Linked DNA regions of Pan troglodytes: region 2 is linked to region 1. The links are chromatin contacts, called in public Hi-C maps. All regions are on one chromosome and are shown on one strand. The core of a region is the stretch at or near the end of the contact, and the rest is flanking DNA. Distances in the headings are between cores, read along the strand shown.

Evidence for each region. Hi-C and Micro-C count contacts between places; a contact is called where the count stands out from the background.
Region 2: a contact with region 1 is called in a Hi-C map of stem cell-derived neural progenitor cells, with 4 times the contacts expected there. The contact joins the promoter of BLOC1S5 here to the promoter of BMP6 in region 1. A contact is called at or near these places in 4 of 7 Hi-C or Micro-C datasets (blood, induced pluripotent stem cells and stem cell-derived neural progenitor cells) and 1 of 1 datasets of contacts at active chromatin or transcription factors (stem cell-derived excitatory neurons).

What each region holds. Positions count from the first base shown.
Region 1 is chr5:13,675,700-13,679,694 of NHGRI_mPanTro3-v2.0_pri, reverse strand. It overlaps BMP6 (bone morphogenetic protein 6), which reads right to left and starts at 1,507. Exons shown (of 7, transcript XM_003950711.6): 1 at 1-1,507. The coding sequence starts at 649.
Region 2 is chr5:14,013,274-14,017,156 of NHGRI_mPanTro3-v2.0_pri, reverse strand. It overlaps BLOC1S5 (biogenesis of lysosomal organelles complex 1 subunit 5), which reads left to right and starts at 2,503. Exons shown (of 5, transcript XM_001166060.7): 1 at 2,503-2,703. The coding sequence starts at 2,592.

The DNA of each region.
Region 1 (3,995 bases), core at 258-2,757:
AGCTCATGACCATGTCCGCGTCGTTGAGGAAGGCGCTGTCCTGCGCGCTGGTCAGTGGGGACGCGCCGCCGCTGCCAGATCCGGGGGCCAGAAGGCTCTTGCGGTTGAGCGGGTGCGCGGCGCCCGGGGGCGGCTGCCGACGCTGGGACGAGCTGGCTGCTTCGTGGGGCCAGGACTGCTGCCTCTCCCCCTCCGACGCCCCGTCCTCGTCGTTGTCGGCGGACAGGGCGTTGTACAGATCCAGCATGAAGAGGGGCGCGGACTTCAGTCGCCCGGGAGGGGGCTCTCCGCGAGGCAGCTGCTGCTGCTGCTGCTCCTCCTGCTGCCGGAGCGCCGGGGGCTGCGGCTGTTGGAGGCCGTGCAGGGGCCGGGGCCGGTGCGGGAGCCCCAGCACCGACAAGATCTCTTTCTGCATCTCCCGCTTCTCCTGCGTCTTGAGTCGCCGGTACAGGAAGCCCGAGGAGGACTGCGGCGACGGCGGCGGCTGCTCCGTGCGGCCGGGGCTCCCGCCGTCCCCCAGCAGCTGCCCCCCGGCGGCGGCGGCCGCGGCAGCGGGCAAGGGCGGCCGCAGCGGCGGGGGCCCGCAGCAGCTGCACAGCAGCCCCCACCACCAGCACAGCCACTGCGCCCTCCGCCCCAGCCCCGGCATCCCCGCCCGGCCGGGCTGCCCCCGCGGATCCCGCGAGGCGTGGAGCGGCGGAGCGAGGCCGGAGCGCGGCCGCTGTGGCCCTTGGCGTGAGCAGTCCCCGCCACCTCTCGGCGGGCTCGCTTCCCCTTCCTGGCCCTCAGTCCTTATCTCTCATGGTCGTCCGGGGCGCCCCCAGTTGCCCAGGCTAGAGAGGTGGCGAAGGGGCGATCACCAGGAGAACCGCTTGGAGGGGAGGAAGCGGAGCCTCACAGCCTCGCGCAGATCTCTAGAGGCGCGCGGTCCAGGCCAGGTGCGTCCGAGTCCGGGCTGCGCTGCAGCCTGCGGCCCTGGCTCCTGCGAGTCGCGGCGCGGTCACTCTGGGCCTCGCTGGCCGCACACGTGCGCTGCCCCGCGCTCTCCCTGGCGACTGAGTGGGACCCGGGGCAGCGGGGAGCGGGACCGCTCACGAGCTGCGGGAGATGCCCGGCATCACCGTGGCGCACGCCCCTCCCCGGATCGCAGGGCCACCATGAAGTTTACCCCGTTGCAGGGCCCAGGCTGCGGCGACAAGGCGTCCCGAAATGCCAGTCTGTTCCGCGAGGTTTAACTTCCTTCTCGCTCACGAACTCCGCGCCCCTGAGCTCTCGAGCACCGTCGCTCCCACTCAAAATCTCCGCGCGCCGCACGCCTCCTCAAGCGGAGGCGGCGAGGATCTTGCTTTCCGTTCGGCGGTCGCCCGGCTGCCCAGCAAACCCGCTGGCAGAAAGGATGGGAAGGTAGGGGGCTAGTGCACCGAGCAGCGGCCGCGGCGGCGGCGCCGGAATTCGGTCTCCCGCCTCTCCACGCCGCGCTCCCCGCAGCGGCCAACGTGGGCTTTCTGCTGCGCGCCCGGCTCAGGTACCGCACTCCAGCCCTGGGACTCCCCGCCCCGCGGTAACCGACAGGCTGGCAGCCAATGGGGACGCGAAGCTCGCGGGCTATTTAAATAGCCCCGCCCCTTCTTTCACCCTCCCTCTCCCGAGAGGCGTCGCCTCCGCCGCGCGTAGGTTTCAAGACCCGGGAAGTCTTGGAGGCATGCAAAGAGCCGCGAGGTGCCAAAGGCGAAGAGGTCATCGCTAGTAAGAATGATCTGACCAATACCCCGATCTGAAGCTTTCTCTTTTACCATCATTTAAACGGCCTAAGTTGATGCTTTAACTAAATAAAAATAATAACAGCGATTAAATCACTATAGTGCCAGAACTGAGGAAGAAAAGAAAAATGATAGCTTTTCCATCCCTTCCTTAGTTTCTCTTATTGATGTAATGTAGGCGTTTAGCGGACACGTGGCTTTCCACGGCAGCTGCTGGAAGTTGGGACACACCCTCCGGGGAGGCTACTCACAAACTGACCACAGAGAGGGCCACATGTAACCCAAGCCAGCGTCCTGAGAGTTTGGGGTCGGATGTGTTGACTTATCTGTTCATTTGTGCTTTGGTTTGGCTTCTTAAGCTAAAGAAAGAGGGTGTAATCAGACAATATATTAGAAAAAGCGTCCCCTGTCTTCTTGGAAATGTCTTGATTCTCCAGCTTATCTATTAATGTTGCATTTTAATATTGAAATACAATGTGACTTATATGGTGCAAGATAAAACTTGAGGAGAGGTGATAAAGATAACTCCAGGAAGAGCAGGGGCTTGGCATGCATTCTGAATGGTCAGGACAATAGACAGGGTCCTGAAACACAGGTTGCTGTGGATTTTAGACAAGATAACACCACCACCAACACCATTTGCCAACGAGGACGCAAATTCATTTGCCTTTACCCCGCCCAAGAACATCCAGTCATCTATGGATGGTAGAAGCAAATTCACGTAAAACATGAAGGTTTTTTACTTGGTGAAAATTGTGTGGAGTTGAAAATAAAAACTGCAATTTTCTGACTGCCAGCCTTAGTCCAAATGGTCCTAGGCATTTGAGAGTGAAGTCAAATAGATTATAGACTGTGGGATTCATGAATTTATGAGATCATAGGCTTTCTGTTGGTCGAAATCTTATAAGCATTCCTATCCTATTTCCAAGAATCTATTTCTCATGGGTAAATAGAGAACACCACTGACTCCAACTACCCACTGAGTCCTTCTTTCTAGTTCTGTCTTGGCCCAGACACAAGTGGTCATTTAGAAGAGTCTTTATTTCTACAAATATCTGAAAGCTATTAATTTCAGGGCACAAAACTTAGCACCCCTGAATGCCAGTCTTTAACCATCTCTACAGGGATTTCTTCCATCCGAAAAGATAATACGATACTTCGTCTGGGATGCCAGGACCCTTAGAATTCAAGAGCCCTGTCACTTCTTTTTTCTGTAGGGAACATGTTAGGGACATAAATTCATTGCAGTGCCCCACAGCAGCCAAGAGCTCTGCTCAGAAGATCTGAAATTTCAGCAAATACACCTAGGCTTCCTGCCAAGAGCCTCCTTTTTTAAACCTAGTTGCACCTTCTTCATAAGACTTCTGGTGAGATGCAGGCAGAGTAAAAGACTTTCTACCTACGAGGGCAGTGGGGAAGACACAGGAAACTCAACATTTCAAGCATGGATGAGGGCACCTTGGTGGGGCTGTCATTTAAAACACAAAATCAAGGCGTGACCCACCTATTGTAGAGGTTGAGCATCCCTAACCCAAAAATCTGACATCCAAAATGCTCCAAAATCTAAAGATTTCTGAGAGCTGACATGATGCCTCAGATGGAAAATTCCACACCTGACCTCATAGGATGGGACATGGTCAAAACACAGTCAAAATTTTCATCCACAAAATTATTTGAAATATTGTATTAAATTACCTTCAGACTATGTATATGAGATATATACGAAACATAAATGAATTTCATGTTTAGACTTGGATCCCGTCCCTAAGGTATCTCATTATGTATATGCAAATATTCCAAAATCTAAAAATCTGAAATTTGAAATACTTCTGGTCCCAAGCACTTTGGATAAGGGATACTCAACTTGTGTATGCATCTATGGGGTGGACCTAGTGCAGAACACACACACACACGCACACACACGCACGCCATCTCTCCCTTTCCTTAGACACTAAGAAGTAGATGTGTTCATGTGACATGAGTCTAAAGTGACTATCAACTAAACATCTGAGCAGCAACTCTGATTCAGGTCTGTTGCGGGCTCCTCACCCCACCAAGATGGATTCTCAGTTTCTGTCTAATGGGGCTAGAATGAGGAGGTGTCGAGAGTACCTCCAGGTGATGAACATGAGAACGCACATCTCCCTTAAGAGCCAGAAGAAGCTCCTAAAAAAGATGTGCAGTGAGACATTACAATGATCATAAGGACAGTGACATCCAACTGAGGATGTGCTC
Region 2 (3,883 bases), core at 1,254-3,753, 340 kb before region 1:
GCTGACTGTGATGATAGATGCATAAATCTACATGTAATAAAATTGCATAAACTTAAACATATACACACACAATGAATACAAGGAAAACTGGTGAAATCTGAATAACATTGGTGGATTGTATCAATGTCAATATCCTGGTTGTAACATTAGCATTTGCAAAATGTTACCACTGGGGGAAACTAGGCAAAGTGTAAAAGGAAACTCTATTATTTCTTACAACTGCATGAGAAGCTACAAATATCTCAATAAAAATTTCATTTAAAAATACAGGAAAAGTCTCATCAATCCAGAGACAATAAGAAACAATACAAGACCTTCAGGGAGAGGATAAGAGTCCCATTTTAGCCTCAAAACTCTGGAGATTTCATGGGTCAAAGACCAAGGACACACTCATAGCAGCTGAATGTGCCAGGCGAAATGGCACTGCCAATGTTGCTTCTCAGTCTCCTAGCTGTCTGAGCCGCAGTGTAAAGATTTATATAAAAGCGGAGAGAGAACAGAGGCATATGCTGGACCTCACCATCCCAGAGAACAATACAACTTAATAGTGTATAATCAAATGGCTAGAACACATATTCACAGGCTACAAGCAACAGACTTGCAGAAAAGTAATTGTGTACTTATTCAGTGTTGGCTCCCCTGCAGGCTGCATGAGGAAAGGAAAAGGCTGCATTAGTCTTGTTCACCACTGTGTCTTAGCTCCTAGCACTATGCTGGGCACATAGCAGCTGCTCAATAACGTATTTGTTAAATGTTTTTGAATGAAAAAATGAAAAGCCCATGTGGCCTGTTAAAGTTAATATGGCTTCTCTCTCCCTTCTCTCCAAATCTCCCTTCCCCACTCTCTCTTCACCCACCACCTATGCTTAAACACATACACAGAGACACAGAGGCAGTTGTTTCTGCCACATACAAGTCAGGCAGTCATTTAACCTCTCTGTGCCTCAGCCTCCTCATCTGTAAAATGAGGACAATAATAATAACTACTTCAAAGGCCGGCCATGAGGATTAAATGAATGCAAATTTGTAGACCACTTACAGTATTACCTGGCATGTAGCAAGTGCCATGTAAGTGTTTGTTAAACTGCAGTGCTATCCGAAGTTAGCACAGACTTCAGAGGTCAAAGCATGGTCCTCCTCAAGATGCCCCTTCAGACACCTGCCACAAGCTTTGGGGTTCCCAGGCCACCTGCACTTCTGACCAGCTGTCTCTGTCATATGCCCAGGGCCTGAGCACTCTCTGCTAGGGTGCCTCAGTTCTCACCCACGCAGCTTCTCTCTACACATGATGTTTCATTGCTATTCGCTTTACTCCCTCAGGTTTCACAGAATGACTCATAGAACTCAAGAAAGTGCTTTCCTTGCTATTACAGTTTTATTATAAAGGACACATATCAGGACCAGCCAAATGAAGAGATGTATAGGGCGAGATGTGGGAGATTTCCCAAATAGAAGCTTACGTGTCCTCAGGAACGCTTCCCCCTCCTGACACTTTGATGAATGATTATCGACCAGTAAGCTCACCTGAGCTTCCACATCCAGAGTACTCACTGGGGTTCCATTATGTAGGCATAGCTGGTTAAATCACTGGCCACATGGCTGAATTCAGTCTCCAGCCCCAATCTGCTCCCCAGAGGTGGGCCTGCTTATGTGGCTCAAAGCCTAAGCCCTCATGGTTGGCCGGCCCTTCTGGTGTGGCCAGCCTCCATTCTGAAATCATCTTGGGCCCTCCATGAGCCATCTCATTAGCATAAACTCAGGTGTATTTCCAGAGGCCCACCATGAATAACAAAGACACTTCTATCACTTGGGAAATTCCAAGGATTGAGGGTACCTCCCAGGAACCAGAGTCAAAGTCCAGTCAAATTCTTTATTATACAACGTAAGTTTACTGACTTGAACAGAAAGAGGGAGCAAGAGAAGCATTCTAGGAAACAGGTGTCTAAAAAGAAAGGCAGGAAGTCTGCCACACTCATGGCATAGTAGGGAAACAGCCCCCAGCTAATTGGCTTTGCTATACAGTAGTCCCCATTTATCTGAGGTTTCACTTTCTGTGGTTTCATTACCTGCAGGACGGTACAATAAGATATTTTGGGAGAGAGACTACATTCACATAACTTTTATTAAATTGTTCTAATTGTTCATCTCTTACTGTGCCTAATTTATAAATTAAACTTTATCATATGTATATACAGGAAAAAACAGTATATACATGGTTCAGTACTATATGCAGTTTCAGGAATCTACTGGGGGGTCTTGGAATGTATTCTCAGCAGATATGGGAGGACAACTGTACTGGAATGCACCAGCCTTGAGCCAAATAACCAGGGCTCTGAGTTTAGCTCCAAAGTTCAAGCACTTTCCTATTCTAGCAGCATCCGCCCTGATCCAGCATGGCGGCAAGAGCTTCTGCCAGTTCACACCCTGACTACACGGCAGGCGCCTTTCCGGAACCGCCCGCTGGGTAGATTAAATTTCTCCGGCGCCCTGTAATGACGCAAAAAACAAAACAAAACCCGGGCGTGCCTTGTAAGAGGGCGGCCGGGTTTGCGCAGGCGCAGCGTGGCCGCGGGTGGGCGGAACTGGTCGGGATGAGTGGCGGAGGGACAGAGACCCCTGTGGGTTGTGAGGCCGCCCCGGGCGGTGGCAGCAAGAAGAGGGACTCCCTGGGGACTGCGGGCTCAGCGCACCTCATTATCAAGGGTACGGAGTGTCAGGGCTATAGTTCCTGGTGGATCCCAGCACAGCCTCATCTCCCAGGCGGCGCCCTCTGACCCGGGCCGACCCCCGGCTCCCGGGCTGGCGCGCGTGCGTTTGTGCGGGTGGGGGAGTCGTGGTCGGTCCCCGCCTTTTTCCCCGCGCCAAATGCGTCCCACCACAACCAACCAGCCCAACTCCTCGTGTTTCCCCGCTTTCCTCTGTCGCAGCCTGAGCCATCAGGCCCGCCCCCGTCCATTCCGCAAGCTCAGGACCCCTGGGCGCAGAGCCTTTGGGCAGCCTCGCCACCGACGTGTAGTGGAAAGGGCATTGGACCTGGGAGGCGGGAGGCAGTCGCTTAGGAGTTGAGTGACTTCGGGTCACTGGCTTTACTCACTCTCCTACCCGATCTGTTCCTGGTCGTGCGAGGAGTAAGTGAGATACACTTACGAAAGCGCTCTATAGCACCTTAAAGAACCATTCACGTTCAGAAATGTCCATGTGTTCTGTGTGCTTTGAGCTGGGAGAAGGTTACAACCTAGATTCTCACAGAATCTGCTTTAGGTTTGACTCCTAAAGCTCACAACGCTGTTTGCTGCGTGAAAGTCTTTGACAGTTGAGTTGTAGTGCTTTATATATACTAGATATAAAGTGCTTATATACAGTGCTTGTATTCTTATTTTTTCTACTTGACATGCTTAAGAAGATATGTCCTAATAAAATTCATTAAAATAGAGAATTGAAACCTGCCCATCGTATGTCTGCAAAAATGAAAAATTTGGGGAACATTGCCAGTGAATGAATATGAATAATACATTGTCTTAGATTTCATTTCTCAAGGAATTTTGAGACTTACATTTTAAACTACGTAGTTGTAACTAAGAAGAATAATAAACTGACTCACCAAAAGACTTAAATTCAGACCTTTTCTTAATGACTTTTTCAGACTTATGAAAAAGAGACTTACAATGAACATTCACCACCCACCTTAATAAAGAAATTACTAAAAGCCCCACTGTGTCTTGCTCTAATTGCACTAGTTCCCCTCCCTCCTCTCAAGGTAGCCACTATCCAGAATTTGGTGTTTATTATTATTGTGCATGTCTTTATAGTTTTGTTGCTTCTGTCTATATCCCAAAAGGAAATATTTTGAATATTTTAAAGTTTTATGTAAATTGCTTTAATC